Linked DNA regions of Mus musculus: regions 1, 2, 4, 5, 6 and 7 are each linked to region 3. Evidence: chromatin contacts called from public Hi-C and HiChIP or PLAC-seq data. All regions are on one chromosome and are shown on one strand. The core of a region is the stretch at or near the end of the contact, and the rest is flanking DNA. Distances in the headings are between cores, read along the strand shown.

Region 1 (3,745 bases), core at 110-2,609, 750 kb before region 3:
CCTCTGCAAGAGCAGCAAGTGCTTTTAACCGCCCAGCCATCTCTCCAAGCCCTGACTTGACTCTTTATGCTTTATTTTTTCCTTTTCCCTCTTCCAGTCATTTTATTTGATAAATATCTTTAACTTTTTAAATCGATTCTTTGTGAATTTCGCATCATGCACCCCAATCTCACACTGATCCTGTCATCCCTCCAGATCCATCCTCTCCACGCTTGCAGTCTCCCTCCCCTAAACAAAACCAAACCAAACCCATCCCTGATGTAGAAGCAGAAGCTGCGGTGTTGTGGAGTGTCACACTGGATATTCTTTTGTCCAAACAGCTTCACTTGCAAATGTCCATTGCCATGAATTATTGGTCTGGTTCGAGGCCTCCGGCTTCTGCCACACTTTCTTTTTTTGTTTTTTGTTTTTGTTTGTTTGTTTTTTGTTTTTTGTTTTTCGAGACAGGGTTTCTCTGTGTAGCCCTGGCTGTCCTGGAACTCACTTTGTAGACCAGGCTGGCCTCGAACTCAGAAATCCGCCTGCCTCTGCCTCCTGAGTGCTGGGATTAAAGGCATGCGCCACCTCGCCCGGCAAAATAAAACAAAGGTTCGGGAGCGGAAAAAGACCGGAACGACACGGGAACCCGCGACCGGCACCGACAGAACCAACTCGCGGAAATCGGGCAAGCCGGCCGCGCTGCCACACTTTCTTAAGGCGTATTTCTATGAAGTACCTTCTAACTATACCCTTAGATGAAGTCATTTTTATCTAAGGGCGGGTCTCTGAAGGTCTTTGAAAAGGAAAACAGGTATATCCAGTGTAAGTAAGTGCTTTGAGGGTTATGAGTAGGACAATTATGACAACTGGGGGTTGGGGGGACGGTCCTAAATGAAGCCTTAGGCACCTAAAGAGCTTCAGTGACCAGCAGTGAGGACTACCAGGTTCTCACCTTTAACCGCCAGGCGGATACTGAGAGTGAGTTTAGAGAAGATTCGACTCCTTTCCATGTCCTTGGGGCCCTTGATGTGCCGGACTTTAGACCACTTATTGTGTCCCGCCGAGGCCGTCGCGCTGACATGCAGCGTCCTGTGTGGCGCTGCACCACAGCCGGGGTTTGCATGCTGGGAGGCGCCCCAAGGACCCACGCGGAACCCGAGGCATCGCACACGAAAGCACGGGACAGCGGTCATTCTCAGGCTGGCGGCAGCCCAAGACATCATCTGCTTCGACAAGGGGCTGCGCGGTGCAAAGATGAGCAGCTAAAATCAGCCCGTCTAGTCCGGCCCCGGAACAACCCGGTCTGGACGTTCAGACCGCTGCTACAGCTCTCCAGAAACTCAGAGGTTCGGCTCTTCCTGACGCTGCACTGCCTTGAGTGACCGCGAAGGAGCCGGGCGCGGGGACCCTAAATGGTGCAGTACACTTCCTTTGCCCGGTCCGCCGCAAAAAGACGTTCCCGGATTCTGCAAAGTTGGTTCCGCTGCCTCGCGGTACTCGTTCCAACCCCGCCCCTGCCAGGAGTGACGCAACCCTTCTTTGCTCCCGGTTGCTTGGAAACGACAGATCACCTTCCCGGAGAGATTCAGGTGACTGACTTTCCTTCCTAACTGAGCAAGTCCAGAATAAGAATTGTTTGGTTGAAAAAGAAATATGTAGTTCAGTCGGTTCATTTTACAGATAAAGAAACCGCCGCCAAGGTTGCCTGTTTAAAAAAAGGAAGCAATAAACAAAAAAGTACTAAATGCTGGGCGTGGCAGGCCATGTCTGTGATTCCAGCACTTAAGAGGCGAAGGAAACCTTAGGACTTTGTCTCAAAAAAAAAAAAAAAGCAAAAACTTTAATTAAAACAAACAACGACAAAAAAAAAAAAAAAAAACAACCAAACAAAATAAGCCACTACCCCACCAGCCGACGAGAAGCGATTTGCCCAGTCATTTAAAACTTTCTGATTTAGATTTCATTTCTGTAAACAAGGATGGCATTGCCTGTTTTGCCAACCCATACTGGACAAAAGATCGGGCCAGCCTTTGAGTCAAACTGCTATCTTCGTTTTCCATCTGTTGTTTTAAAATTAGTTTAAGTATTTTTAATATATGTGTATGGTTGTTTTGACTGCATGTATGTCTGTGCGCTACATGTGTGCCTGGTGTTCTCAGATATTTATTTTACAGATAAAGAAACCGCCGCCAAGGTTGACATCAAGATAGCCTGGAACTGATGGTTGTGAGCTGTCACATGGAGAATCGAAATTGAACCTGGGTCCTCTGGAAGGGCAACCAATATCCTTAACTGCTGAGCTATTTCTCCAGCCCCTTCCACCATCGGTTCTCTTGGCAGAGAAAACAAGAGAAAAAGGACACTATGGAAAAATAAAGAAAAAATAATGTAGCAGCTGCTTGAAACTCTTTAAGAGCTCTCTAGGGGGGGGGTGAATTAAGTCTCAAGAGCGTAACACATTTAAAAAAGCAGGTCAGTGTGAAGGCAGTTTGAAGTCTTGCTCTCTAAAGTTAGGCTGGATGAATTCAAAGTGTGTTTCTGCCATTTAGTAGTGCAACCTTGGGCAAGTTCTTTACTTTCTGTTTCCTTCTACAATGGCCTTGAATAAGCAGGATGAGGGGAAGGGCACGGACACAGATTTTATATTATTTTTTAAAAGATTTATTTTATTATTATACATAAGTACACTGTAGCTGTCTTCAGACACACCAGAAGGCATCAGATCTCATTACTGATGGTTGTGAGCCACCATGTGGTTGCTGGGATATGAACTCAGGACCTTTGGAAGAGCAGTCAGTGCTCCTACCCACTGAGCCATCTCTCCAGACCCCAGATTTTATATTCTTAGTGGATATGTCCAAAATTAATCTACTTACCTTTCATTCTCATGTATGTCTATGGGAGGGCATTATGTTAGCTGTTAGATTATCCTTGTGTTTCCTTCCTAGTTCCAGAATAGCAGCTGGCAGCCACCAAGCACAACCTGAGTTCTTTTTTTTTTTTTTAAGATTTATTTATTATGTGTAAGTACACTGTAGCTGTCTTCAAACACTCCAGAAGAGGGCATCAGATCCCATTACAGACGGTTGTGAGCCACTATGTGGGTGCTGGAAATTGAACTCAGGACCTCTGGAAGAGCAGTCAGTGCTCTTAACTGCTGAGCCATCTCTCCAGCCCGTGTTTTGTATTTTGAGACAGGGTTTCTTTGTGGAGCCCTGGCTGTCCTGGAACTGACTGTGCAGAGCATACTGGCTTCCGACTCAGAGATTCATACACCTCTGCCTGCTGAGTGCCAAGACTAAAAGCCCACGCCACTGCTACCGGGAGTGAGTACGAATTCTTTGCCTCTTTTGTTTCTCTTGAGTCTCCTTCATTATGAAGGACATCCTTCATTCTTCTGGTGAAATCATTCTTCAGGACTCAGCTCCAGGGGGCTGGAGCGATGGCTCAGCATTTAAAGCACTTGCTGCTCTTGCAGAGACATCGGGTAGGAGCCTCACAGCCTCTGTAACTCCAGTCCTAGAGGATCCAATACCCGCCTCCCACTTCTGTAGGTACTGCATACACATGCTGCAAACACTCATTTAAAAAAATCTTCAATGATTATATTTTATATGTGTGGGTGTCTTACAAGTACTCTTAACTGCTGAGCCATTTCTACACTCTCTACTCCTTCAAATTCTATTTTTGTTTTGTTTTTTTAAGACAGGGTTTCTCTGTGTTGTCCTGACTGTCCTGGAACTCACTCTGTAGTCCAGGCTGACCT
Region 2 (4,280 bases), core at 1,171-3,670, 730 kb before region 3:
TCAGGCACGTCACCATTCTTGGCCTACTTTTCCTCATTTTTATTTTTTGAAAGATTGGTTTTTAAATTGTTGTTTATGCATAGAAGGTGTCTGACCACCTTGTGGACATCTTTTAAATTCTCATTCTCTCTTCTTTATGCATGTATGTGTACTTCATGCATGCCTGTTGGCTCCCCTGGAACTGGAATTGGGACACCATGCGGGTGGTAGGAATTACCCCTGGTTCTCTCTAGACCCCACCTGATAATCATAACCACGTTCTCCCCAGCCTGTGTGGCTGTGCATGAGCTGCCTCTGCGCCTCAGTTCAGATGAGGTAGGGAGTCAGATAATTTAGTTAGAAAACTTTTTTATTCTTGTGCTGGGGATGGAACCCAGGGTCTCATGCATGGCTGATTTTGGTTATATCAGCAGCTATGGGAAAGTGATTAATGACTCCAAGTGTTGGTTGATTTGAATAACACAGACGTGTTTATCCCACACTCAAACACGTCCACTGTGGTGTTCCACATGAACACTGTGTGTCCTAAAGTGGAATAAATTTTCTTTCTTCAAGGAGCTTATGATAACAAACAAAGGAGATATGGCACTTTTATTTTAGAAAAACAAAACCCACAAGGTAGTGGGACACAGTGGCATATGTTGGTGATCCCTGCATTTGGGAGGTGGAGGCAGGTGGGCCACATGAGACTGTCTCAAAAAATAATAACCTCATAAGACACTATGCACACCAGGACCCTGAAGCCCAGCTCCAGTTTTACTGCCACTGTGGGGGTAAAAAAAGCCACTAGAGAGGAGACAAGAAATAGGGCTCTTCACTAGGAAAGGGCGGCTCGGTACACACTCCCTGGGACTGTAAACTGCTGGTGTATGTGTGACGTCTAGACAATCAAAGGCCATCCTTTTCACCCTTTTCTCAAAGAAGATGCCAAAAAATGGTGACCCTTTCCCAGAGAAACACATGTGCTCCCGAAATACCATAAACAAACCTAAAATGCTCAAATGTTTTCACCTGACCCTTCACATATAAAACAGAAGCCCTCTCCTAGATCACTGTGGGTCAAAAATAATAAAATCTGGTTTGTTCAATGCCTTATAGCTAAATCCTAGACCACCTACTTCTTCCACTGCTCCCACCATCTTGTCATTTGTCTCCAGTCTGATGTTCATAAGAGTAAGGCAGAGTACTGGCTATAAATACCACTGGCCAAAGCTTTCAGTATCTCTGATTACTGTCATTCATTTTTTTTTTTTTAACTCAAATTACAACAAAAGAATGAAGGTAAGAGATTAGGGAAAGAAAATTCTTCTCAATACTTTCAAACCTATACCCTGCATATAAAAATTCTCTCCTTCTGCCAGTGTTTTGATGAAGTGATGATGTCCAGCAATGCTGCAAATGAATGTGTAAAGAACCACGAAAAGAACAGGTCAAACGTCATCTTTCTCTATTCAGAAATAATGGCGGGATAATGCCACAGACTAAGGTTTCCAAGGATAGGCTGTTTGGGGGAGGGTGAACATCAAGGAGCAAAACCAATGACCAATGACAACCTAGCATTAGGGCTCTGTATCCATGAGAAACACCTGAGATGGGGAAGATCTTGCAATAAATAGCCCTAACAGAAATCTCGCGTGGCCAGGAATGCACGACCACCAATCCAAGCGCCGCATCTTCCTCCACTGCCTCTCTCCCGCCCCCCACCTAGCAACAGAAGCACTGCGACAGGAGTGGGGGAAATGAGAGGGACGGAGGACATAGCTTTGGGGGTGTGACTCCGATCTGAAACCTGCTACTACCATCGAAAATCTTATCTGCCTCAGGCATGTCACAACACCGTGCCTCGGTTTCCCCCGGCTGTCAAAACTAAATAAGAGGCAACGAGTGTGACAACCTCAGCGACAGGACCACAGAGGACCCACCCCCTTGTTGTGGTCAAGGCGAGTTTGCAGGAGAGTTGTGGGGACCGGGGCTGCCGCCCACCTCGAGCGTTCCCCGCCGGCTACACGCTGAGCCCCGGCACAACTCACCTTGTTGTTGTACTCTTCCACGAAGCTGCCCAGCGCCAGGCGAAAGCGCTTGTCCGGCCGCACGCTCCAGTTCATGGCGTACACAGTCCAGGGCGCTTCATATTTGTAGATCTCCTTCCGTTTGCCGTGCAGGGACATGGTGGCGGCTGGGCCGCAGAGCCGGCCAGAGAGGCAGCGGGCTGGGGCACAAGACAGGCGGGGACCCGGGCTTGGGTCCGCGGGTCCGAGGGGAGGCGGGGCCGGGGCGGTCAAGAACGGCCTAGCCCTCCAGCGGGTCCTCGGCTACACACACTCACACTCGGCCGGGCCCGACCACCAGTTTCAAACCAGCTCGGGCAGCGCTACCACCTTCCGTTTGGGATGCCGGCCCGCCCTCTCGGAACGGAAGCCACGCGACCCCGCAGCGGCGACGAGCGTTGGCTGCCGGGTACGTCCTTTCCAAACTGTTCCTTCTTTTCATTGGTCGACACAGTTGTAGCGCCCGCGCCCTCCTTACTATTGGTGAAAATGTTTGTCATTCTGCTCATTAGCCCCGCCCAGCTCCTGGAGGCGGGCTCTTTTGAAGTCCCAAAGATCATTGGCTACCCAAGATGTCAGTCAAGGGGATAACGGCGCAGTGCGGGTGAATGGGGGCGTGGGTGGCATGGGGGCAAGTGTGCCCCTCTACTGATCCAAATTCTAGGCCAAGAGTAAAGCCTGCTATTTCTCCTCTGCTGCTGCTGTTCTGATCACCTCTCTCCACTGACAGTAACTGTCAAACCTACCTTCATGGAGGACCACCTGCGTTTATTACATCTCCCTATGTCCGGCGGTCCCTCAGTCTTTGCCAAACGGGAACTCTCTCCAGCTCCAATGCCCACCTTTTAACTGTTCTCTTTCAGGCATGATAGAAACGTCCAGGGACAGGCTAGATTGATTAAGGCTTTCCTGCGCTTTCCTACAGACACTAAAGAGACTCCTGAATTCTGGGATCGATTTGCAAATGACCTGGCTATTAGTCACTTACCTTCTTCCTCTGGGATGTTCAGAAGCCAAATGGTAATCCAACTTTAAATGCTTATATGCCATGAGTTTGAAATGCAGAAAAACCTGGATCTAGGTACACCAATATAAATGTAAATTCTTTCAACGATATTGAAAGGGGTTGTATTGAATTGTTAGGCAGTACTTTAAAACACGTTAATTTTACGTGTATTTGTATGTGCCCGAGTATAAGTAAGTGTACTACATGTGAACAGTTGCCCACGGAGGTCAGAAGAGGCATTCAATCCCCTGGAACTGGAGTTAGTTACAGATGGGAATCCAACCCAGGTCTGCTGCAAGAGCATCCAGTGCCCATAGGGCTATCCTACCTCTCCAGTCTGTAAAATACAATTTTTAATGGATACAAACACTTGGAAGCCTTGAGGGACAATAGTATACACTTATCAACCATCTTTTAGTAATGGCCACCTGTATGAACAAGTCTACTGGGCACTTTTATTTTTACATAGAGCCTAGGCATGGTGTTACACACCTCTAATCCAGCTCTTGGGAGGTAGAGTCAGGAGAACCAGAAAGTCACTCTTATCCTGGGCTACAGAGCCAATTAGAGGCAGCCTGGGCTAGTTGAGAATCTGTTTCAAAATAATAAAAGTTAAAAGAAAATTAACTGGATACCTAGGTGTGTATTTTATTGAAACGTTTTATTTCTGTGCATATCAGGAAATTTGGTCCATAGTTTTCTATTGGTTACATCATTTCTGATTTTTCAGTGGGTTAATAATGGTCTTGTAGTACAATCTTAGCGGAGGTCTATCTATCTATTTTACGGAACAGGTCTTTTTTGTTTTGTTTTGTTTTTTCGAGACAGGGTTTCTCTGTATAGCCCTGGCTGTCCTGGAACTCACTTTGTAGACCAGGCTGGCCTTGAACTCAGAAATCCGCCTGTCTCTGCCTCCTGAGTGCTGGGATTAAAGGCATGCGCCACCACGCCCAACAGAAAAGTTAACTTTAACGTTTTAGCTTGTATAAACACTTGCGAATGTGTGCTCATAAACTCACTAACAGACTCTGGGGCATCAAATAGAAATTGCAAAAGGAAGGAAAAATGGGCTGAGGAGGACAGATTAGAATTATCTGACAAGCAACGATGTTTTAACAGGTCTCTCAAGCGAGGCAGTGTGGGTTGAAACCGTGTTCTCCTTTTTCTAGTGTGTTGAGTTTAACTTTTTATTGAAATGTCATTTACATATGGGAGCACACATGTTT
Region 3 (4,062 bases), core at 479-2,978:
AAGGCATGTGCTACGAAATCCTGAAGGCTCGCTGGAGCAGAGGCGAGGACAGGAGGGTGTTCCAGGCTGGGGAACCGCAGGCCCAAAGGCCAGACACTGGAATCTGAAACTGGGGCCCCGGCCACCATCTGGCTTAGCTCTTGGAGAGCTGGTGACTCTAGGGGGTGGGGGGGGGGGGAGATCTGACCTAAAGATTGCAGTGTGGCCTTCAGTCCTTCAGCATCCCTCTTATTAGTCCCCTCCCCAGGTCACATAGAGGGAGAGGTGAGGCTGTCATTCCAGGGAGAGCCAGAGCCTGGCTCAGGGGCTGCCAGCCAAGAGAAGCAGCTGTTTTTAATTGGCCTTAAGGTCAAGCCTGGAAATGTCCTTGAGTCAGCAGAAGCTGCCAGCTCCACTTTGCTAAGGGGTCAGCCCTGGAGACCCAGCAGTTCACCCTACATTCCCTCTGCTAGACTGTGCCCATATAGTTGTAGACACAGGGACTCTGGGCAAGGGGGTGGAGCCATCCCTCCCCTCGAGACACACAGTCCTACCCCACTTCACCCTACCAAAAACCTGAGGTGGGTTTCCCTCTCTCCTCTCCTTCCTCCTGCTCAGCAGCTATCAGTTCCTGCCTGTCCAAACTGTGGGCCACCCATTGCTTCAAGTGCTTTTGCCTAACCCTTTGCCCGCAGCACAGGCTGCTCTGCCCTTTGCTGTGCAGTCGCCACGGGATGGATTCCTCTCTCCTTCTTTTCCAGACATGTCCTTCCTTCTGGTTTAACATGTGGGCTGACAAGTGTGTTATCCGATGCCTGACGGGAATGAGTGTAGGCGTGAGATTCTCGTCTCCCTGTTAAATGCAAGAGACCTTGCTGGAGACTGTGGGAAGCCTAGATCTGTGCGCTTTCCGGTGGATCTGAAGTCCTGGCCCAGGAAAAGGGTCTTGGTGGGGCTTGAACCCTGGGGTTTTCTGGGAACACAAACCTTCACCACCCTGGCTCTCTCCCTGGCTTGTTGGGACGACTGGATCTTAGCCAGGCGTCGTGGCAGATGTCTGCAGTCTCAGCACTCAGCAGGCTTGAGGCAAGATGACTGGTACTTAAGAGGCCAGCTGGGGCCACAGAGTAAGACCCTGTTCTAAAACATACACAAAGGCTGGATCAGTGGTTAAGAGCACTCATTGCTCTTCCATAGGATCAGAATTCACTTGCCAGTGACCATGTAAGGCAGCCTGTAACTCCAGAGCCACAGGATCTGATAGATACTCTCTTCTGATCTCCTAGGGTACCTGCATACACTCGCGGGCACACGTGTACACACACACACACACACACACACACACACACAATTTTATTAAAACAAACAAACAAACAAACACACAAACGAACACCTCTAAAAGGCAAACACAAACAAAACGGGGGGGAGGGGGGGAGGCTGGAGATCATTCGGCCCACCCTGATGGCTTTTGTCTTCTCATGACCAAGCATCACCAATGCCTTTTCAGCCTGTCCCTTCCCAGGCTTCATCTTCCATGACAAAGCCTAGAGCCACCTAGAGTCCACAAAAGCAGAGACTCTCTTTGCTACTCTCAGGATCAGCTCCTTCACTAAAGACCCAGACCCGCATCCCCGACCATCCCAGGAGCCTACCACACCCGCGAGGGCCTGGCTCAGGTCCCTGCCCGGGGCGCCCTGAGATCTGTGCCCAGCTCACCCGGCCCTCTCCCCAGAGGCCATCTGCGAGCCCCCAGCCAAAACAAACAGCCCATCAGCCACTTCCTTCCCGATGAGGGCACTTGCACAACCACGGATACTGTGACGATGACGGCAGGAAATGATTTTCTAGGCCAGCACAGTCCAACCCCACTGCCCCGGGCCAAAATTGGAATTCAGACCCGGACACGCGTGGGTGAAATACATCCACGCCAAAGCGCTGCCCTCGGCAACCTTGAGAGGATCTGCCCCCAACAACCGCCAGTACTCTATGAAGGCAGGTCTCCAAGGCTCCTGGGAGCCATCAGTGTGTGGGAGGGAACTATGAGCGTATTATTTCAGAGAATCACTTATTTCTGAGTCCCGGCCTCTATACCAGGTTAGACACCCACATAACTGCTGGGGATGAATGGCTGAGTGAACGTATTTGGAGACATCCACACACATTTCAGAAAAGCATCATTCCTTTAAATTTAATTTTGACTTCGGGGGTGGGGGGGGGCAGCAAGGACTGAAATACTAGAAATATCATTTTTGCTCTTACAGGGACGGTGTTTGGAGGCTCTCACTTGCCATACCGTGGTAAGCTTTCCTAAAATACAGACTCTAACAAAACTAGGCTGACTCAAAGCCCCGTAATAGTATCCCTTACTGAGGAGTGGAAAAATCATTGTAGAAACGTTGAAGCACAAGCATAGAGTCAGAAAATAAAATTAATATGAGACTTTTTTTAACGTAATAAAAACCAAGGCTTGTTCTATGAAAAAAAAATATTAGGAATGTGAGAAGCCTCCTCCTGCTTCCCATAACACCAACGGGAATAAAGTTCTCTTTTGGGCCAACCCGAGGGTTTCAGTGGCCATGGAATTCTAAATAAACATTTTAGGGGAGGGGGGGGGTTCTGGAGAGATGGCTCAGTGGTTAAGAGCAATTGCTGCCGGGACTGGTGATACAGGCCTTTAATCCTAGCACTTAGGAGTTTGAACCCAGCCTGGTCTACAAAACAAGTTCTAGGACAGCCAGGGCTACACAGAGAAACCCTGTCTCAAAAGACCAAAAAACAAGTCCTACTTTTTTGCAGAGGGCTTGGGTTCTGTTCCTAGCACCTATGTCAGGTGACTCACAAGCCCCTGTAACTCTCACTCTTGTGGCCTCTGTGGGTACTCACATAAACATGAACATACAAGCACACAGGCACACACCCCACACACACTCACACCAATAGCATTTTTTTTAAAAGAGAAATTTAGATACACATACTGAGTCCAAAGAAATATCTAATTATACTGAAACATAATGACGTGTTACTGAGAGATTAAGGTTTGAGATATTATTAACATTCCATTCAATTTCTGGGTTAAGAGTATCTCAAGTATTACCACTTGAACGCGACGGCAGAATTTCACAGCTGCCTGCACAGACCTCCATTGGCTGTTTGGCCCATGAGGGCTTGTGCTGTCCCTGGCCTCTCAGAGTCCTTGCTCAGAAACTTCTGGTGAATGTCTGTTGGATGTGAACTGGGAGCTTAGAATGCATTTCACCATCACCCGCTGGCAATCGAAGTGGCACACAGCAAGGTTAAGTCCTGGTCCAATCCAAACACGGGACTCTTGGCCTTTAGAATTTGTGTGTGTGTGTGTATGTGTGTGTGTGTGTGTGTGTGTATGCAGGTGCCCAAACTGGCCAGAGGTTTAAGATACTCCTATAGCTAGAATCATAGTCAGGTGCAAGCTGCCTGAGAAATGAACTCTAACCCTCTGTAAGAACCTGCTCTTAACTGCTAAGCCATCTCTCCAGTCCTGAATCCTGGCCGTTCGGTTTCCAACACAGGGTTTCTCTGTGTAGCCCTGAACTCACTTTGTAAACCTGGCTGGCTTTAAACTCAGAGATCTGCCTGCCTCTGCCTCCCAAAGTGCTGTGATTAAAGGTGCCCATCACCACCACTACCACCCAGCTTGAATCTTGGCCTTTTTTTTAATGGGTCAGGTGGTTGTTACAGCTCTAACAGGTATTTGTGTACCATTACTCAGTTAGAGCTCCAACTGGTCGAATTGTGTAAAAATACTAGGGTATAGCCATTTAACTGTTGTTTTTGTGATGAGTGTGTGTGTGATAAATGTGTATCTGTTGTATGTGCATGCGTGTGTGGGTACACACGGTGTGAAAGGCTGAGGAGAAGTGTCTTACCTTACTCCCTTAAGACACAGTCCCCCACCAAAGCTGGAGCCAGGCTGGCGACCAGCTCTGTCCACTCCCAGGGACAAAAGGTACTGGGTACTGCCACATCTGAATTACTTTTTTCAAGTGTGAGTGCCGGGGATTTGAACTTGGGTCCTCACGATTGTGCTGCAAGTCTACAAGACCCACT
Region 4 (4,050 bases), core at 1,293-3,792, 700 kb before region 3:
AGCTTTTAAAAATATTCTGACTTTGTTAACCCTGTGAGTACAGCCAACCTAAGCTGGATGCTTTCCAGGTCTCCTGTTCTTTGCCTCTATCACAGCACCTCCCACCTACAACTCACTTGGCTAGTAGCAGAAAGGGATAGCCAGGGGTGTGGCCAAGATCTGTGTTGAGAAGCCCTCAGAATTCTGTAAACACACACACAAGCACACACATGCATACACACACAGTCACACATATATACACATATGCATGCATATACATATGCATACACACATGCACATGCATGTACATACATGTGTACACACATATCCATGTATACACGCATGCATACACATGTGCATACACACACACATATGAACACACATATGCACGCAGTCATGTCCCGTGCACACACCAAGCCTCTGGAAGTTAGGTTCTTAGCACCCCTTGACTTCAATCTAGAGGTGCCTGCCCTGTTTGTACTCTCTGATGGTTCCCAGGGGACAACTTCTCTCTTCTGGGTGTTTCTTCCCCCAAATTCCTGCTTCCAAGCATGGAGAGAGTTGAGGTCCTTTCTTTCTTGGGATTACTCTGAACAAAAAACATCTCTGAGAGAGAGTTCCAGTTGCGCCCTGGCAATGGGATCTTGGAGAAGGGCCTTCCACACCCGTGAAATGGAGGGAGTTATCTAAGCCAATGGCTTTTAACATTGGCAGCAAATCAGAACCACTGGGGATTTTTTTTCCAGATACACCTGCCTGGCTTCACCCTGCACCTTCTGAGTCAGCCTCTCTCTAGGGAAGGTGTGTTTTGCAAAGCACGCCCCAGGTAATTCTGATGCAGAACCGGTTTGGGGGAGATGCTGGTGATTTCCAAGAGACTCGGTTTCTGACTATAGTTCCACACCCTCATCCACTGAGGGAGACTTGAAGGATGCTGAGCTTTTGGCCCCCAGCCCTTAGCTTATGTTTCTGTTGTGCTTTCCAAGGGCTCGGGCAGAACTTAAAAACACAAAGTCCATCTAGGTAAGCCACCTGGTGACAGCAAACCCAAGGCTACCTTCCCAAACCACTGGACCTAAGTGAGCCAGATTCACTCTTCCTTTCAGCCAGCAGCCCCCATGCACTGCCTAGCCAGAGAGACCTTGGGGGGCTGACTCCTCCCTTAATCCCCAGAGCAGATGAGGGAAGGTTAATTTCCATCCTTGACAGCTGGGGCTGGCAGTGACAGAGTAGGTAGCTGGGAGGTGGGGGAGGGAAAGTGGAGCAAGAGGCTGTTCTATACCAGTACCAATAGCTGGCTCAGCCCAATCTCAAGTCCCTTAGAAGACATAACATGCAATTCTCATTGCTTCTCTCTAATACTAAGGAAACCAAGGCCCAGAGTGGGGATAGAAGTGGTCCAGGCTCTTTGGCTCTTAGGTCAGACCCTTCCCCCAGGGCACTCCATGATAGACAAGAAAGGTAGCCTACAGGACCCTTGGCCCAACTGAGTCTCACCATCCTTGCGATAGTAGAGGATGTCCACCTTGCACTCTTCAGCCCCAAGCAGGGCCTGCGCCAGGCGGGACACAGCACTGCTCGGAGTGTTCGGGCCAGTGAGGAAGTCACAGGTACAGGGTCGCTGCATCACCTCCACACGGGAGTAGCCGAAGAGTTCGCAGAAGCCATCATTGCAGTAGATGATGGCACAGTTCTCCATCTGTGCATTGGCAATCAGGAACTTACGACCTGGGGTGGGAAGAAAAAGGTAGGAAGACCGTGGCAGCCAGGAGTGGGTAGTTGGGAGAGAAAGATTACAGGGACCGGTGGCAGCCAAGGAGGGGATTTATACACAGGAGCAGGCAGGGGCCAGAATGAGGGAGGTGGAGGACAGAGCAAGGGAGGGTGGAAGAACCAAGAGTCCTGGGGAAAGGTCATTCCTTCTGGGAGCACAGAGGGGCATGAAGGAGGCAGGGAGCAGAAAAGTAGGGGTGTGGGAACCAAGCTTGGGGGCTAGGGTCAGTAGAGTGGGAGGAAGACCCCAGAACTCCTGGAATAATAGTTGGGATCCAGACCAGAAAGCAGGACTGTGACCAGGGAGTCAGACCTGCTCTGTGGGTGAAAAGAAGGAAGTCAGGCAAACCTCTAGGAGAGGCATGAATGGTCTGGAGGGGTAAGTGGGCAGTGACTGAGAGGGCAGGCCAGGGTTTGTAACACCAAGAAAACTGCTGTGAGCAGGTAGAAGAGTGGCATTATGCCCAAGACACAGCACATATGGAGGAGGTGTTGGGGACATCAAAACGAAAGATTTTGTATTCAGAATCTACCCCCCCCCCCAGCCCCCAGCCCTGCCATTTCTTTTACCCCATCAGAAGTTAGTGAAGAGTTTGGCTGCTCCTGCCATCCAACCCGTACTGCAGAGAGTCCCCCACACCCCCAAACCTCACACTTACTCTGGCCCTCAAACTTGCGGATGATGGTGTCCAAGTAAGTGTTTTGGGGAGCAACGTGGCCCCTGCGGACTGGCATCTTTCTGTAACACCACTTGCTGGGAGTGACCGGTGCCCTGGCTTCTGGCGTCTCCGTCAGTCCTGGGGCTCAGCAGCGTCGGGCTGGGGTGGGCGCCGCCCCCGGGGAGGGCTATCGGGCCCCGCCCGTCCTCCAGCGTCTGCCCTCCCCGCCCTCTCTAGTCCTCCCGCTCCCACGGCTCAGCGCTCCTCCTCCTTCCACGAGGCTTGCGCCCGGGAGCTGTCCGCGTCGTGGTGCTGAAATAAGCCAAGGGACGTGACAGGCAGACGGGGTTGGGGTTGGGGTTGGGGGTCAGGACAAGAGCAAATTCTGATCCATAAGGGGCTCTGAATCCTAGAGAGAGGGGCAGGGGTCCTGAACCTGGGATACTCTGAAGAACTTCTGCTCATGTCCAAATAGACAGAGACCTCAGCATCTCTTTGGACCCCTTTTGATACTGAAGTAGTTTTCCAGGCAGAGGAGGGCAGAAGTTGTTAGGGGCTTCAGATAGTTTTTTGTTGAAGGCTGTCTTCAGGGATTTACCGCTGGGACTGACTGTGGCAATGGGGCACTTAGGCCCCTTGCCCACAAATGGCCGCCACCTATTAGCAAGTGACCACTGGTAAAAGTGTCTGTGTACTGATTAAAAATGAACACACTTAGAAAAAGCAAATTGGGGTGGGGTGAAGTTTATTGAAAAAAAGGGGGGTTTTCTGAGAGGAGAAAAGAAGGGCCACAGTTCATTAAGCACCTTGGTGGACTTGGAACTTTGCAGAGGGTCCCAAGACCAATTTTGAGCCACATTTTAGTAGCAAGCATTCAAAATGAAACATGCACCTTCGGAAAAGGCCCAAGGGTGGTGTCAATGCAGAGGGGCTGAACTGGCCAATGGAGGAGGTGAAAATGCAGGAGAAAAAAATGACAAGCAGCATCCAGTGCTAGTTTGAACATCCAGATTTAATTGATGGACAGCTACGTTTTTAAGAAGTCTGAGGTTCGGAAGGAAATTTGAAGGCCTTTGAAGCAAATATTCTGGCAGAAATATAAACTTTACAAAGTGGATGGGGGGGTGGAGGGGGTGGCCAAGGAGGCTCAGTGAGGTTTCCACTGAAGTCCAGGTGAGAGGCTTAGAGTCCTGGGCGGGATGTGTCCTTGCCACAATACCTGGTGGGGGACCTTGGCCACAGTGGTTGAGAGATGAGAGGGCTGCCAAGTGTGGTTTCCTGGGGGGGCAGAGATGTCTTGGCTGTCCCTGAATGTGGGGAGCAGGCTGGCTGTGGAAGAGAAGTGGGGACAGTATTTCCTATCCAGTCAGTAGCATGGGCTTACGCAGTAAGACATTCATTCATTTGCTTATTCATTCAAGCATTTTTCTGGTCTCCACATTACAAAGAGTAATCCCGACGCATGTTGAGCCTTATGGACCTAACATCTAGTAATGAGGACAAACAACGGCATTATAGCAATAAATACACCACGGGATAATTCAGAGGTATCAAACAATAGTGCTGTAGAATCTGATCCTGGAGTAGAAACTGTTTAGAACTAGGAAGAACATGGGGAAGAGATCTAGAGACCCGGGCA
Region 5 (3,820 bases), core at 1,267-3,766, 630 kb before region 3:
TGGATTTTCTGGTTTCCAGAGTCTCTTCTCTGTTTGAAGCTCTTTTTCTCTGGGTGTTTGCTGTGTGTGCACGTGTTTCCACGGTCCCAATAAATCAAAAGAAAAAGCCTCAACCGCGGATGCTGACTGTCTGCTCCTGTTTTCGGAGTTCGAGATCTTCCCTGCCTTCTGGTTCTTTAACCGTCAGAGGAGCTGAACCTGATCAAGAGCCCTAGTTGGTAGATAACACCACCACTTCCTGCTCAAGGCTGGTTCCCCACAGGCCCTAGCCAGCGCGTGTCCTGCTCCTTCAGGGCCCAGCAGAGGAAAACCTCTGCCTGACGGCACACCTCGCCTGGTCTCCACATTTGAGTTCTGTAATTACAGTGTGCTGTTTGTCTAAGTCTTATTTTTCTCAGAATGGACCAACCTTGGGATCAACCATGGATGGGCAACAACTCAGTCTTTGATGTCCCGTGTCCCCTGCCCTTAGTGTTCCTGAGGTCTCAGGTGGCTGTCTTTACTGCTGGCTCTGGAAGCACTGTGGCTGGTGTCTTGCCTGGCTGCTGCTCTTGCCCCCATGGTGGGTTGTTCCAGTAGATGCTCTGATCCTTCCTGGGTCTCTGCTGTCTTGGTCACCTTCAGTGACCATGTATCTGGAAGATAAGCTTTTCTTCCATAGTGATTCATGGTTCTATTTTCAACTTGATCACAGTAACCATTATGTATATCCACAACCTGAAGGGACCTGAGGATGCTGCTGCCTCAGTCTCAGGGTGGTGGACACAGGACCTGCTTGCTGCTGCTGGTGGCCGTGGCTGCTGAGCTGAGAGCTCTCCAGGGGATATTGTAGGGCAGGGCCCAGTTTTTGGAACTGATATAAATTTGTTTGGCTCAGGCATGTGGATTCTTGTATCGCTTTTCACATTCCTCTGGACTCTAAGGACTCCAGAAACACTTGGGAGCTACACCTACACTAGGCTTCCCTGGTGAAATGAACAAAAAACTAAAAACTTACCTTCAAAGTAAAACCAGGCTGGGTGGTGGTAGCACACAACTTTAATTCCAGCACCCAGGAGGCAGAGGCAGGCAGGTCTCTGAATTTGAAGACAGCCTGGTCTACAGAGAGTGTGTTCCAGGACAGCCAGGGTTATACAGAGAAAAGTCAATACCTCTCACAGATGCACGTGTGTACACGTGTGCACGTACACACACACAAACACACACACACAAGACCTGGTTACATTTGAGAAACGCTTAGGATCTATTCATGCTAAATTTCTAAGATAGAAATGTAACTAGGAATCCTGGTTTTCCCCTCAGCTTTCTGCACTGGGTAGCCCTGGGGAGAAAGAATGTGCCAGGTGGGAGTGGGTCTGCCTTAGGTCTGGCGTCCTGGTTATGAGGACAAAATTTATTCTGCTCGGTGCCTTTTTTTGCTCCTTAAGGCCTTTCGCTCAGAGACCCCCTCCCTGCATCGTGAGTGTGTGTGAGTGTATGTGTGGTCGTCATAACTCTAGTCTTTCCCATACTGCCACACTGGCGGTCAGGAAATGCACTGTGAAGCAGTCAGCTTGGAGACTTGAAGGAATGAGGTAGGGGATGATCCAACAAAGGACTCTCCCAACAGGAGCCTCCCCGGGTCTTGGAAGGCACTTTAAGACCAACACTTAAACAAGATTCCATCCTGCCAAAATCGGTCCCTCCTTTTCCTCCCAGGAGCCCAAATATACCCAGCAAACAATGAGAAATGGCTCAGCGCCATGTTTAGTTTATAAGCATGTATTTATTGCCTGCACCACCAAGGAAGCTGTTGCTTACCTTAAAAAGCCCATTAGCTTCTGCCAGACGAAAAGTTACCATAAGGTAATTCCGGTTTTTGGTTCTCTCTCAACCGTACACTAGACAGCATACCCACCCTCTAAGAAGGAGCCCCCGCCCCAATTCTGGCTTCTACCAGTGGGCAGCTCCCAGCATGCTGAGGTGTTCCAGGGACTGCCTTCACAGTCATGCTTTGCCTCACAAGGTAAAATACCCCATTTCTCTCCTCCTCTCCGTGAGTCTGGCCAGGCATCCAACAGGAAAGAACCTTTTGTTCCCAGCTTGTAGGAAGTCTGAGCTAGGCTCTTATCTATTCGTAGCATTTCCTGGATAGCGGGCCAGGATCTGCTAAGCTCCCAGCCTTGGTCTTGGCAACAGTCTTAAGTACAGACCTTGGCATACACCAGGTCTAGGACTTAAATGAGAAGTTGGAAGGACACAATTTACCCTTAGATTGGTGTCTCTGTCTCTCTCTCTCTCTCTCTCTCTGTGTGTGTGTGTGTGTGTGTGTGTGTGTGTGTGTGTGTATCCTGGAGTGGAAAAAATGGGAGGCAAACTGTATCAACAACAGTGTCTATGTGGTCAATGTGGCTGGTGTGCAGATGCGGAAGGGCAGGGTTATTCCCAGCCTTCCAGTAAAGTGTAAAGTGCCATCTCCGCCCACGAGGGCTGGAAGAGGTGACCCTGGGTTCCCGGAGCTGAGCTTGGGCCCAGGCCAGGCCTGACACCTAGCGGCCTCCTGGGTTTGGGCGTGGAGAGTAGCGAGCGAGAAGCTAGAGACCGGGAACCCGGGCGCCGAACCCGCGCCGCTAACCTTCCCCGCACGCCGGTCCCGAGCCAGTCCGGAGCCAGTCCCGAAGCTGCTGGAGTTCGGGTCCTGAGTGCGGGTCGGTGTAGCCGAGGTGCCCTACCGAGTGCCGGCGCCTGGCGGGACTTCCGGCGCAGGTGACCGTCGCCTCCTCGCGCGCGCTACCGCTTCCCCGCCGCCGCCCCGTCTCCATGGCGACGCCGTCGCGCCGAGGCTCGTGGAACCTGCCGAGCGTCCGGGGCGCGGCGCGTGGACGCGCGCAGGCCTGGCGGCGGCGGGACAAGGTAGGCGACGGGGAGGTGGGGAGCCGAGTTCCGCGCGGAGGGGCGGAGGGGACTGTGGCCAGGTGAGGCAGGGCTTCGAGCCGCCCTTCCGCGCGCACCTGCCCGCACCGACCCGGCGCTGCCCGGCTTGTCCCCTGACGCGGGTGTTGTGCTGCTGGCACCCGGCAAGGCAGCCGGGGGAGCGCGGGCCGCGTCTGCCCGAGTTAGAATGGGGACTGCTGGTGACTTGAATTCAAGTCCAGGGGCCTGCGGCTGTACTGTAGAACAAAGTGGGTGGGAGTGGACCAATCTGCATTCGCCACGACTGAGCTCCCACTGTCCCCGCGGCCGGTCCCTGCGCTCAGGTGCGGGCCTGGTGGATCCTCTTTCTCTTCTTCCGCATCCCACCGTCCTCGGGCAGGATAACTAGTTCCTATCCTGGCAGAACGCCTGGCTTCGTGCTTTGGCCTTGGAAGTGACTCAGGGGCGGAACTTCTCGGAGAGAGGGATCTGCTGCCGCCTCTGACTCCTGGAGTGGTAGCCAGGCCACCTCCCCCTTTCCGGTCACTTCTCTTCTTACCCTTACCACCTTTCCACAGGCGCTGCAGCACCACAAGTCACAGACACTTTTGGTTGCCCTTCCTTTTTTTGTCTTGGCAATTTTCTTTAAGAAAAGCCCCATCTCCGATACCTGAGTTCTGTCCGCTTCTTAACAAAACAAAAAGCAAAGTGTTCTCACCTCCCTTAGATACCTTGATTGCTCCTCAGCACTTGGATCTGGGAGGAAAATACTGGACTGCTCCAACCCCACCCCTTGTAGGAGGAGCTCCTGGAACCAGAAGTAGAGTTGCACACAGATGCCCTGCCCTGCCATTGTCCCTGGGTAGGCAGAGCCCAGGTTTCTTGAACTTACAGACATCTGAATGCTGGGATTAAAGGCCATGCCAGG
Region 6 (4,129 bases), core at 1,090-3,589, 680 kb before region 3:
AGAGATGCCCTTCTTGCTTCAAGCATAGATTTGATAGAACAGGATTTGGGTCCATGGCAAGCCCCGTGCCTAAAAGGAGCATAAGGTTTGGCGTTGTTGAGATAGTGTCTTGCTCTGAAGCCTAAGGCTGGCTGGTCTGGAACTAAGTGTGTTCCTGCCTTAATCTTGTGAATTCTAGAATCAAAGGCGTGCCCGTGTCACCATGCCCAGCAAAAGCAAAAAACGCAGAGCTGATCTAGAAGACAAGAAAAGGGACTCCCAAGATAGTAGATGGGAAAAAAAACAAACAAACCAAAAACCAAAACAAAGAAGCACTGAGTGGCTGAGTAGAGCCTAGAGTCCTGTGGCCACAGGGGAGGCCAGTGCCTCTGCCACAAAGCGCTGGTACCTGGGTCCAGCAGCCCATCACCTCTTACAGTACAGATATGATACCTTTCGTAAAGCCTGAACTAAAAGGCTTAATTTCTTTTTCCTACCTTCTTCCTTCCCTGCCTCAACCCCTTCCTTTCTAGGCTGTGTCTCCTGGAGTCCAAGCTGGCTTGGACCTCTGAAGCTGAGGGTGATCTTGAACTCCCAATTCCTCTTCCTATCTCCCTAGTTCTGCAGGCACATGCCTTTACTTCTGGTTTCTGTTGTGCTGGGGATCACATCCACTCGCCTGACTGAGCTACATCCATAACACACGGCACAGCTCATAAAAGTGAATCTTCTCAAGTAGAAGGAAATCTAAAGCCAGGTGTGGCTACAGTAACCTGCCCCCGCAGAGGACGTCCCAGGCTCTGCCTTTAAGGGGACTTTCACGTTTAGTTTTGTTTTTGTTTTGTTTTGTTGTTTTTTTTTTTTTTCGAGACAGGGTTTCTCTGTGTAGCCCTGGCTGTCCTGGAACTCAATTCGAAGACCAGGCTGGCCTCGAACTCAAAAATCCACCTGCCTCTGCCTCTCACTGACTACATCTGCCTCTGCCTCCCAAAAGTGCTGGGATTAAAGGCGTGCACCATCACCATCCAGCTTCAGATGGAGACAAGCAGAGGGGCTTGCTTATAGACACAGGGAAAATAACGGAAGCTGGACTGAACCAAATGCTCTGGTTCAAGAGCCGGTGCCCGGTGACAGAGACAGTGATCAGAGCAGATGGCACTGAGGAAAGACGTTGTCCTCAGACCTCTCCCATGTGTGCTGTGGTGAGCCACCCCCAGTAATCAAATGCAATTTAAAACCAAATAAAACTCGTGGACTAGCCATGAAGAATGTGCGCTGTCAGGTGGCCAGGTGTGGTCTCTCACACCTGGAATTCCAGTACTGGGGACACTGAGGCAGGAGGACCACTACTCTCTCTTTCTCTGCAAACTTCCAGGTAGACTCCATCATCCTTTTCACCCATAGAAGCATGAAGCATGAACAAATGTAGTGTTTGAGAATGTTGAATATATATGTATGTATGTGTGTGTATATATATATACATAATATATATATATATATATATATATATATATATATATATATATATATATTACTATTCCCTAGGATCTGAGGTCAGCCTGGATCACATAGCAACACCTCTGTCTCATTAAATCCAAAACAACTGTAATGCTTCAAAAAACGGAGTGGGGGGGGGGTGAAGACTAAGATGACAACTCCATTGGAAAAGTGCTTGTGGTACAATCACAAGGACCTAGGTTCAAATCCCCAGCACCCTTGTAAAAGCTGGGCATGGCTGTGCACATCCAGGCTTAACAGCAGCCGTGACAGTTGGATCCCTGGGGCTAGTAGTCTAGTGGAATGGACAAGTTCCTGGTTCTGTGAGAAACTTTGTCTCAAAAAATAAAGTGGAGGATTGGCAAATGACTTGGTGAGTAAAGGTGTTGCCAAGCCGGGCAGCCCAAGTTTGGTCCCCAGGTCCCACACAATATAAGGAAGACTCCTGCCTGTCCTCCGACCTCCAGAAGTGCTTCAGGGTACCTGCATGTGCACATGCCCCAAACAACTGAAATAAGGGCTGGCAAGAGGGCACAGTGGGGTAAACTCTTGGTGTGCAAACCCGACAGCCTGAGTTCCAGCCACGGAACCATGCTAGGAGCAGAGAACAGACTTCTGTAAGTTGTCCTCTGACCTCTATACAGGGCGCTAGCGCGCGCGCACACACACACACACACACACACACACACACACACAGAGAGAGAGAGAGAGAGAGAGAGAGAGAGAGAGAGAGAGAGAGAGAGAGGGAGAGAGAGGGAGAGAGAGAGAGAGAGAATAAGAGTTTGCCACGGTAACCACATTGTGAAATCCTTTGCCCTCAGCCTGAAGTTTGGTCCTTTGGGTGAAGGCTGGTGACCTCACATTGCCCACAGCCCTGAGAGGCAGCCTGAAACTGTAGTTTATAAAAATAGAAAAGGAGGTTATGGGACAATGACCTTTGTCTTGCAAACAAATTGCAAAAGGGAAGGGGTGGGGGTGGGGGAACTAAAGTCTGTGGTTATATGCCTTGGAACAATCCAGAGGGTGTGTTTATAAGTTTCATTGTCTTGCTGAATTGTAAACTTCCACCCTCTTGTAAATCTAAAAGTCCTCAACTCCATATCCCTGTACATCACGTACAGAGAATGAGCAAGTGAGAGACAGAAACAGAGAAAGAGAGAGATAGAGACAATTTGGGGTGAGGGTCCTAACAGAGGTGAGACCCAGCGGGAAGGCAAGATTCTGCCCTAGAAATCTGACCATTTTCCATTTGGCCAAGAACTAGGATTAGCAATCAAATATTTTTTTGTAAAAATAGATGCATTTATGATAAAGGGGGGAAGATACATAGAATATAGTGGTACCTCATATCGTGTGTAGAGAAAAATAAATAAATATAAATAAATAAATAAAAGAAAAAGTCTGAACGATACCAAAACTTCAACAGTGCTTATATTTCTTAATGTTGCTACCATGGGCTTTTTATTCAGATTTTCCAAATTTACTACATAAATATGTAGATAAAAAGTTACTTCAAGTGACACCCCCTAAAATCCAAATAGGCCTTCCAAAGGATGGCTGAGGCTGAGGGGATGTGTTCCGGGATGAGGAGGTGGGCAGTAGCAGTGAACCCACTGTGTGGTCACGGATTAATGCTCTTTCCTGTGGGCAGAGCCTACGTGGCTCCGTCAGGGAACCCAGGCTGTCCACTTATATACTGGCCGCTTCAGCATGCTCAGTGAGGCACGCCCTTCCAGGGCCCTCACCCTGTAGCAGGGAAGGGCATCCAGAGCCTTCCTCCAAGACACCCAGCCACAGAGAGGTCACATGGGACAGGATGAGCCATCTATAGTGTATCCACACATAAAGGAGGCAGCCTACCTGCTTCCTTCCCCTCTGTTTCCTAGGCTCCTCCCTGGCAAGTTCATGGGTCTGCAAGACAGGAGCCACCTCACCTGGGCTGTTAGGAAGGCTGGTGGGAAAGGTTGTGGGGGATGGGGTCCAGAGGAATTGGGATTAGCTTCCTGCTTGGAGGAAGACTGCGAAGACAACCAGTAAAGGGTCGTGCTGGGACTGTCAGGAGACAGGCAAGCAGCCGGTCCTGTCCCTGGCTTCCCACAAGGGACACAGACTCAGGTGTGGGGGAGGACCTTTAATTGTATTCACAGAGACTGGGCAGGGAAGTCGGTGTTAGACACTGGGTATCCAGAGAATGGGGGCTGGGCCTGGGGGGTGGGGGTGGGGCAGAGTGGATGGGGACAGCAAAGGAGGAAGGCTCAGCTAGGGTATGTTCCACTCAAACACCATGTCCCCCATCCAGTTTCTTATGGGACACTCCTCTGCTGGCCTTGCCAGCAGGGTCACCTCAGGAGTGTCTGAGCTCCACCTCAGACCCAAACTGGGGCCCACGGTGGGGCCGGCGGAGGCTGTGATGGTTACGGATGTTGTAGAGCCGATGGGCGAGACCCACGGTGGCCACGAGCAGGGCGACGCCCAGGAAGAGCAGCACCCACTGGCCCACGCGGGCCTGCTGTGGCTCCAGGTACAGGCCCAGGAAATTGACGCGGTTGGACTCTGCGGTGGAGCCTTCTGCGCGAGCTGAGCGAGGAAGCAAGGAGACAGGGCGGTGGGCAGGGCGACGGGTGGGCTGGGGTCTTGCGTCCTGGCGTCCCTG
Region 7 (4,302 bases), core at 438-2,937, 820 kb before region 3:
AACGATGGGTTTTTGCTGTTGTTCTGTTTTGAGACAGGGTTTCACTATATAATTCTGGCTGGCCTGAAAGACCAGGGTGGCCTTGAACTCAGAGATAAACCTGCTCCTGTCTCTTGAGCCCTAGGATTAAAGGCATCCTACCACCATGCCTAGGGAAAAACAGCTTTTGTTTTTCGTTTGCTTTTGATAGGGCCATATACTGTAGGCCAGAATTGAACACGTCCTCTTGCTTCCATCTCCTGAGTGCTGGGATGACAGGAGTCTCACATTCAGTGATTAAAGGACAGCTTCTAAAGAGATTAAATGATTCTCAGGTTCAAGAGACTGCGTTCTTCCTTCTTCCACACGAAGTCAGTTGCTCCACAACATGGCTCTTTTGGTTTTACTGAAGATATTTGATGAATTACCACCGAGAACACTTCCATTGATTCTTGGAGGCATCTGTTGGGGCTCAGGAGTCACCCCACAAACCACACAAAGACCAATCTCAGTCAGACAGGAATAGATTATTAAACATACACACCAAGAAATTCTACAACCATGAGCTTCACTTAGGGCCCGTCATAAAGTTCATATGAACGGTTTTGTCTAAAATAGCTTGAGTCCGGGCTGACCAGCAGGGAGCACTTCCTGCACCCGTGTATGAGCTCACTGTGGATTTTGCAGTGTTAGCCTTTATAAGCTGGCCCTAAGAAATGTTAGAGGTAGTAGCTTTCAGCTTCTGAGGTCTAAGCTATATCCCCTAGAGTGTATATTCAATAAACTATCCTTGCAACTCCAGAAGCCCAATAGCATCAACCCAAGGACATAGAGGGCTGACATAAAGCTATAATATTGTATTGAAAATAGGCAAAGAATTTTGTGTACTTCCTGTCTCAACCACTCCATCACAGAGTGAAAGCTACCAGTTCTGAAGTAAGTCAGTACCTGAGCCATGGTATTGAAATGATCTCAGCAGCCTGCAGGAGACAATTTATCTAGGTATTTTAAAGCTCTATAGAAACTAAAGCTGCTCTGAGTATAAATTTAGGGATATTCTGCCGTGAACTCAACTCACAGAGCAATAAAATCAGCTAAGATGCCAGGCAGTGATGGCGCACACCTTTAATCCCTGCACTCAGGAGGCAGAGGCAGGTGGATCTCTGTCAGTTCAAGGTCAGCCTGGTCTACAGAGTGAGTTCCAGGACAGGCAAGACTAAAGAAATGCTAAGATGACTCCTGCCTCCTGTGTGTCTGCTTCTTTCACTTTCACTAGTTCCATAATCCAGAATTCTATATTAAATCTCTTCTTTCTGAAAGAAATTACAATGGTTCTTTTCTAGCATTTGAACCCAAGATGCTCTAGAATAAGAAGAGACTATAATTTTACCTAGAACAAAACTTAAAAGTCTCTTATAAGTGATTAATTAGAAAAACAAAAAACCCTCTTTCTTGTTGGTGATATTTGATATTGATATTAGTAGTAGTAGGGGATTGATTCCCCCTGGCTTTGGCAGTTGGGATCAATCTAGTATACAAGGCCACTGCCGCAGACCCTGGAGGGCCTGGGGTGGGGGTGGGGTAAGAGCAAAGGTTTTCTGAGCTTTTATTTCCAGCCAGAGACTTTCACTTTTTCCAATCCACACTGTGGCCTACAAAAAACCAGCCTTGCTATCTGATGGGCGACATGCCAGGGGCTATTGTGCACAGGCCCACTGCCTGGAGCAGGAAAGGGAAGTCTCCCCAGACCAGTGACTATCAGAGGAAGCAAATGGAAACAGCAGGAGGCAGCATGACTGCTCCAGGGTATTTTCAGTTTTGTTTTTATCTTCATTTCAAAAACTGAGTCAATGAGAGGCACATCAACCGTTGAGAACAAGTGAGAGACGGACAGGCCATGATGCTGCTGAGCATATTTACTAGCAATGCCCAGGAGAGCTCCAGAAGGTGCAGAGCTCTACTATCAAAGCACAACTGACTCCACAGTCTTTGAGGGCACGCTGGTGGGAGGGATGGCAAGGGATGGGAGGGGGACTCCCAGGGGACAGCCTTTACTGATACTCCAGGCTGGCTGTGCTGCTCTAGCCACATCAAGAGGCCCAGGCAGCATCGCCGAAGCCTATCTGAAGAGCTTCCTCTGAAGGCATTCTAAATGGAAAGAGAAGTCCAGGGTTTAAGCATGAGCTGTTACAATTCGTCCCAGATTATGTCACTCTGCTAGTTTCTTTAACCCAGAGAAGCCGAGCAGAAACTGTTTGTATTCTGACTGAGGCTGAAATGCAGCCTCTCACTCTCCTCAGAGAACCCTCATCAGGAAGCTGATGCAATCAGGAAGCTGCCTCCACAGGGAGTTCTAGGGCTTTGGGTCAGTGTTAATGTGCAGGTCACTGCAAGTACAAAGAGATATTCTAAATCCTTTTCTCTTTTAGGGGACAGATGAGATAGGACAGTAATCTAATCTTTTTTCTTCTTCTTCAATAGAAAACTGGAAGCAACATTTCTTGAACTGCTAACATGGGGGATAAGGCTGTACAAAAATACTTCTCAACCTTTCTATCCCACAGACACTAGCAGCAACCTATGTTTCAGTTTTTAAGCAGGTATTATCATCATACACTTTATAATCTTACGTAGTATCACAGAATTTACTGTGAGGAGAAAAGAACCTCTGGAGTGAAGGAAGGAGACCATTTTATTTTCTCAATGTGTAATAGCAGAAACCACCTCAACCATCATGGTTTCTTGTCCCGGGACTGGAAGTTTATACTATGCAGTGTTTTGACTTTCTGCTACCAGCTATTGCTATAATAAGATTCCAGCTTTTCCCTTTTTCCCTTCATCTGAACTCACCCTCTACTTGGAGGTAGATATTTTTCTCCTTTTCACGGCATTACTGTCCTAGATTCCACAAAGCACCTCCTGCTGAAGTTCACATATCTGTGGTCTATTTGTCTTCCCTCTCTTTAGAAGCTTATTCCTCTCATTTGCTGAGATCTCTAAAATATTCTGATCATATATATGGTATACTGTATATGTGTATGATGATAGAGGCTGTGTGTGTGTGTGTGTGTATATATATATATATATATATATATGTATGTATAATACCACCCCACCCCACCCCTTAAGCCACTAGCTTTCACCAAACACCTTCAAAAGATCAATTGCCTCCACTGATCTTCAGGGTTGCAGTCTGGCCTGCTGACCATGGGATTAAAGTGGAAAAGCAAGAAAGGTATAGCTCAGGTAGAGCGCTGATAAGTATGGCTAGAGTCTTGAGTTCAACCCCCTGTACTGGGGGTGGGAGGGAAGACGGTGTAACAGAGGCAAAGGCTCTTAAGATACACTAGGACAAAGGGATTAGAATGTACCTTCTATAAATACATTAGTTGTGATTTGACTATGTAGTTTCAGGGCACCACCCAGCAAATTATGGAGGAACAGTGCTTGAATTTCCATAGGCAAAGATATAAAGGATAGACTCATATAGGGAAATTCCATCTGTCTCTCTAATGATCTCTTCACAAGGCTATTCATTCTTTGAGGTAAATTCATGATCACGGATTTTTGTTGGTTTTGAGACAGTATCCTCGCACTGTAGCTTTTGACTAGAACTAATTACAATACTACGTTAATGTCCTGAATGCTGGGAATATATAGGCATGATTCACTGTACCTGCCTGGGTTTTTATTGCTGTTGTTGTTGTTGTTATTGTTTTTAGCACAAACTAATTTAACAGATTATCTGGCTTGAAAATGATGGAATTCAATGTGTATTTGTTATGATAGAAAAAAAGGTTAACAGTAGCAATTTCAAATATTTCAAGAGCTGTCATATAAAATACTTAATCTCTGTTATCTGAGTTGCTTAAGGCAACCTTATAAGGATAAATTGGTAAACTGAGAAAAGGCAGACTTTCAACCCAGTATGAGGAAATTTCTCAGTAAAGATTTCTATAACTGCACTGGGGTCCTTTGTACTCCTCCAGCTGTACACATGCTGCAATGAGAGCTGAGTCTCCCTCAGGTTGTAGTTTTCAACTACTCACAGGTGTGACTAAGAAGAACCAGGCAGGAGGCTGAATTGCTAAAACTTACTAACTTTGACTTCTCCACTGACTCCATTTCTTCCACTAGTGTTTTTCTTAGTCCTTCAGCTTTTGACTCTTGGTCTCTTCCCATGTCCCTTTACCTCTAGAAAGCTTTACACTGGACCAGCTTATAGTAAGCACCTAGACACTTGTGGATAAAAGTGTCAATTGTAACCCTTTATCCTCAACACTCCCCCACTCTTTATACTACTTCTAGCTTTGTCTTTCTTCT

Evidence for each region. A called contact is a pair of places that touch in the nucleus more often than the background predicts. HiChIP or PLAC-seq counts read pairs in DNA pulled down with a chosen protein or histone mark.
Region 1: a contact with region 3 is called in an H3K4me3 HiChIP or PLAC-seq map of embryonic basal ganglia, with 6 times the contacts expected there. The contact joins the promoter of Taco1 here to the enhancer-like site in region 3. A contact is called at or near these places in 3 of 39 promoter capture datasets (cranial neural crest, embryonic stem cells and frontonasal cranial neural crest), 2 of 115 datasets of contacts at active chromatin or transcription factors (bone marrow-derived macrophages and embryonic basal ganglia) and 1 of 9 other capture datasets (embryonic stem cells).
Region 2: an H3K4me3 HiChIP or PLAC-seq map of bone marrow-derived macrophages shows a contact between it and region 3, with 6 times the contacts expected there. The contact joins the promoter of Dcaf7 here to the enhancer-like site in region 3. A contact is called at or near these places in 3 of 39 promoter capture datasets (cranial neural crest, embryonic stem cells and stem cell-derived epiblast-like cells), 2 of 484 Hi-C or Micro-C datasets (bone marrow-derived macrophages and brain), 14 of 115 datasets of contacts at active chromatin or transcription factors (astrocytes, bone marrow-derived macrophages, embryonic basal ganglia and 9 more) and 1 of 9 other capture datasets (embryonic stem cells).
Region 4: a Hi-C map of bone marrow-derived macrophages shows a contact between it and region 3, with 17 read pairs. The contact joins the promoter of Kcnh6 here to the enhancer-like site in region 3. A contact is called at or near these places in 3 of 39 promoter capture datasets (embryonic stem cells and liver), 2 of 484 Hi-C or Micro-C datasets (the G1E-ER4 cell line and bone marrow-derived macrophages), 4 of 115 datasets of contacts at active chromatin or transcription factors (bone marrow-derived macrophages, embryonic basal ganglia, embryonic hindbrain and 1 more) and 1 of 9 other capture datasets (macrophages).
Region 5: a contact with region 3 is called in a Hi-C map of bone marrow-derived macrophages, with 16 read pairs. The contact joins the promoter of Cyb561 here to the enhancer-like site in region 3. A contact is called at or near these places in 1 of 39 promoter capture datasets (cranial neural crest), 1 of 484 Hi-C or Micro-C datasets (bone marrow-derived macrophages) and 10 of 115 datasets of contacts at active chromatin or transcription factors (T-cell acute lymphoblastic leukemia, bone marrow-derived macrophages, embryonic basal ganglia and 7 more).
Region 6: a Hi-C map of bone marrow-derived macrophages shows a contact between it and region 3, with 15 read pairs. The contact joins two enhancer-like sites. A contact is called at or near these places in 2 of 39 promoter capture datasets (cranial neural crest and embryonic stem cells), 1 of 484 Hi-C or Micro-C datasets (bone marrow-derived macrophages), 1 of 115 datasets of contacts at active chromatin or transcription factors (bone marrow-derived macrophages) and 3 of 9 other capture datasets (adipose tissue, liver and macrophages).
Region 7: an H3K27ac HiChIP or PLAC-seq map of the NIH/3T3 cell line shows a contact between it and region 3, with 8 times the contacts expected there. The contact joins two enhancer-like sites. A contact is called at or near these places in 2 of 115 datasets of contacts at active chromatin or transcription factors (the NIH/3T3 cell line and large pre-B cells) and 2 of 9 other capture datasets (embryonic stem cells and embryonic tail).

Annotation. Positions count from the first base shown.
Region 1 is chr11:106,063,705-106,067,449 of GRCm38.p6, reverse strand. Taco1 (translational activator of mitochondrially encoded cytochrome c oxidase I) reads right to left here and starts at 1,359. Exons shown (of 5, transcript NM_027346.2): 1 at 932-1,359. The coding sequence starts at 1,202. It overlaps Taco1os (a long non-coding RNA gene), which reads left to right and starts at 1,409. Exons shown (of 3, transcript XR_003949781.1): 1 at 1,409-1,568; 2 at 2,154-3,305.
Region 2 is chr11:106,035,012-106,039,291 of GRCm38.p6, reverse strand. Dcaf7 (DDB1 and CUL4 associated factor 7) reads right to left here and starts at 2,420. Exons shown (of 7, transcript NM_027946.3): 1 at 2,031-2,420. The coding sequence starts at 2,168. It overlaps Kcnh6 (potassium voltage-gated channel, subfamily H (eag-related), member 6), which reads right to left. Exons shown (of 13, transcript NM_001037712.2): 13 at 3,698-4,280.
Region 3 is chr11:105,309,462-105,313,523 of GRCm38.p6, reverse strand. The region is part of intron 1 of Mrc2 (mannose receptor, C type 2); the gene reads right to left. Among named protein-coding and RNA genes, the nearest start is that of Mrc2, 19 kb to the right of the region's middle. Within about 2 kb of position 1,728, at least 119 of the 459 cell types and tissues checked have an H3K27ac peak or open chromatin away from gene starts, as enhancers often do. A contact at or near this core is called in the NIH/3T3 cell line, bone marrow-derived macrophages and brain, where this site is marked.
Region 4 is chr11:106,006,640-106,010,689 of GRCm38.p6, reverse strand. It overlaps Kcnh6 (potassium voltage-gated channel, subfamily H (eag-related), member 6), which reads right to left and starts at 2,542. Exons shown (of 13, transcript NM_001037712.2): 1 at 2,412-2,542; 2 at 1,477-1,707. The coding sequence starts at 2,487. It overlaps Ace3 (angiotensin I converting enzyme (peptidyl-dipeptidase A) 3), which reads right to left. Exons shown (of 15, transcript NM_001101453.3): 15 at 3,140-3,740. All of the region lies in intron 2 of Gm35971 (a long non-coding RNA gene), which reads left to right.
Region 5 is chr11:105,943,183-105,947,002 of GRCm38.p6, reverse strand. It overlaps Cyb561 (cytochrome b-561), which reads left to right and starts at 2,516. Exons shown (of 6, transcript NM_007805.5): 1 at 2,516-2,892.
Region 6 is chr11:105,988,726-105,992,854 of GRCm38.p6, reverse strand. It overlaps Ace (angiotensin I converting enzyme (peptidyl-dipeptidase A) 1), which reads right to left. Exons shown (of 25, transcript NM_207624.6): 25 at 2,891-4,053. The coding sequence ends at 3,821. Among named protein-coding and RNA genes, the nearest start is that of Ace3, 3.9 kb to the left of the region's middle. Within about 2 kb of position 2,339, at least 14 of the 459 cell types and tissues checked have an H3K27ac peak or open chromatin away from gene starts, as enhancers often do. A contact at or near this core is called in bone marrow-derived macrophages, where this site is marked.
Region 7 is chr11:106,132,771-106,137,072 of GRCm38.p6, reverse strand. All of the region lies in intron 6 of Map3k3 (mitogen-activated protein kinase kinase kinase 3), which reads right to left. Among named protein-coding and RNA genes, the nearest start is that of Gm10840, 24 kb to the left of the region's middle. Within about 2 kb of position 1,687, at least 242 of the 459 cell types and tissues checked have an H3K27ac peak or open chromatin away from gene starts, as enhancers often do. A contact at or near this core is called in the NIH/3T3 cell line, where this site is marked.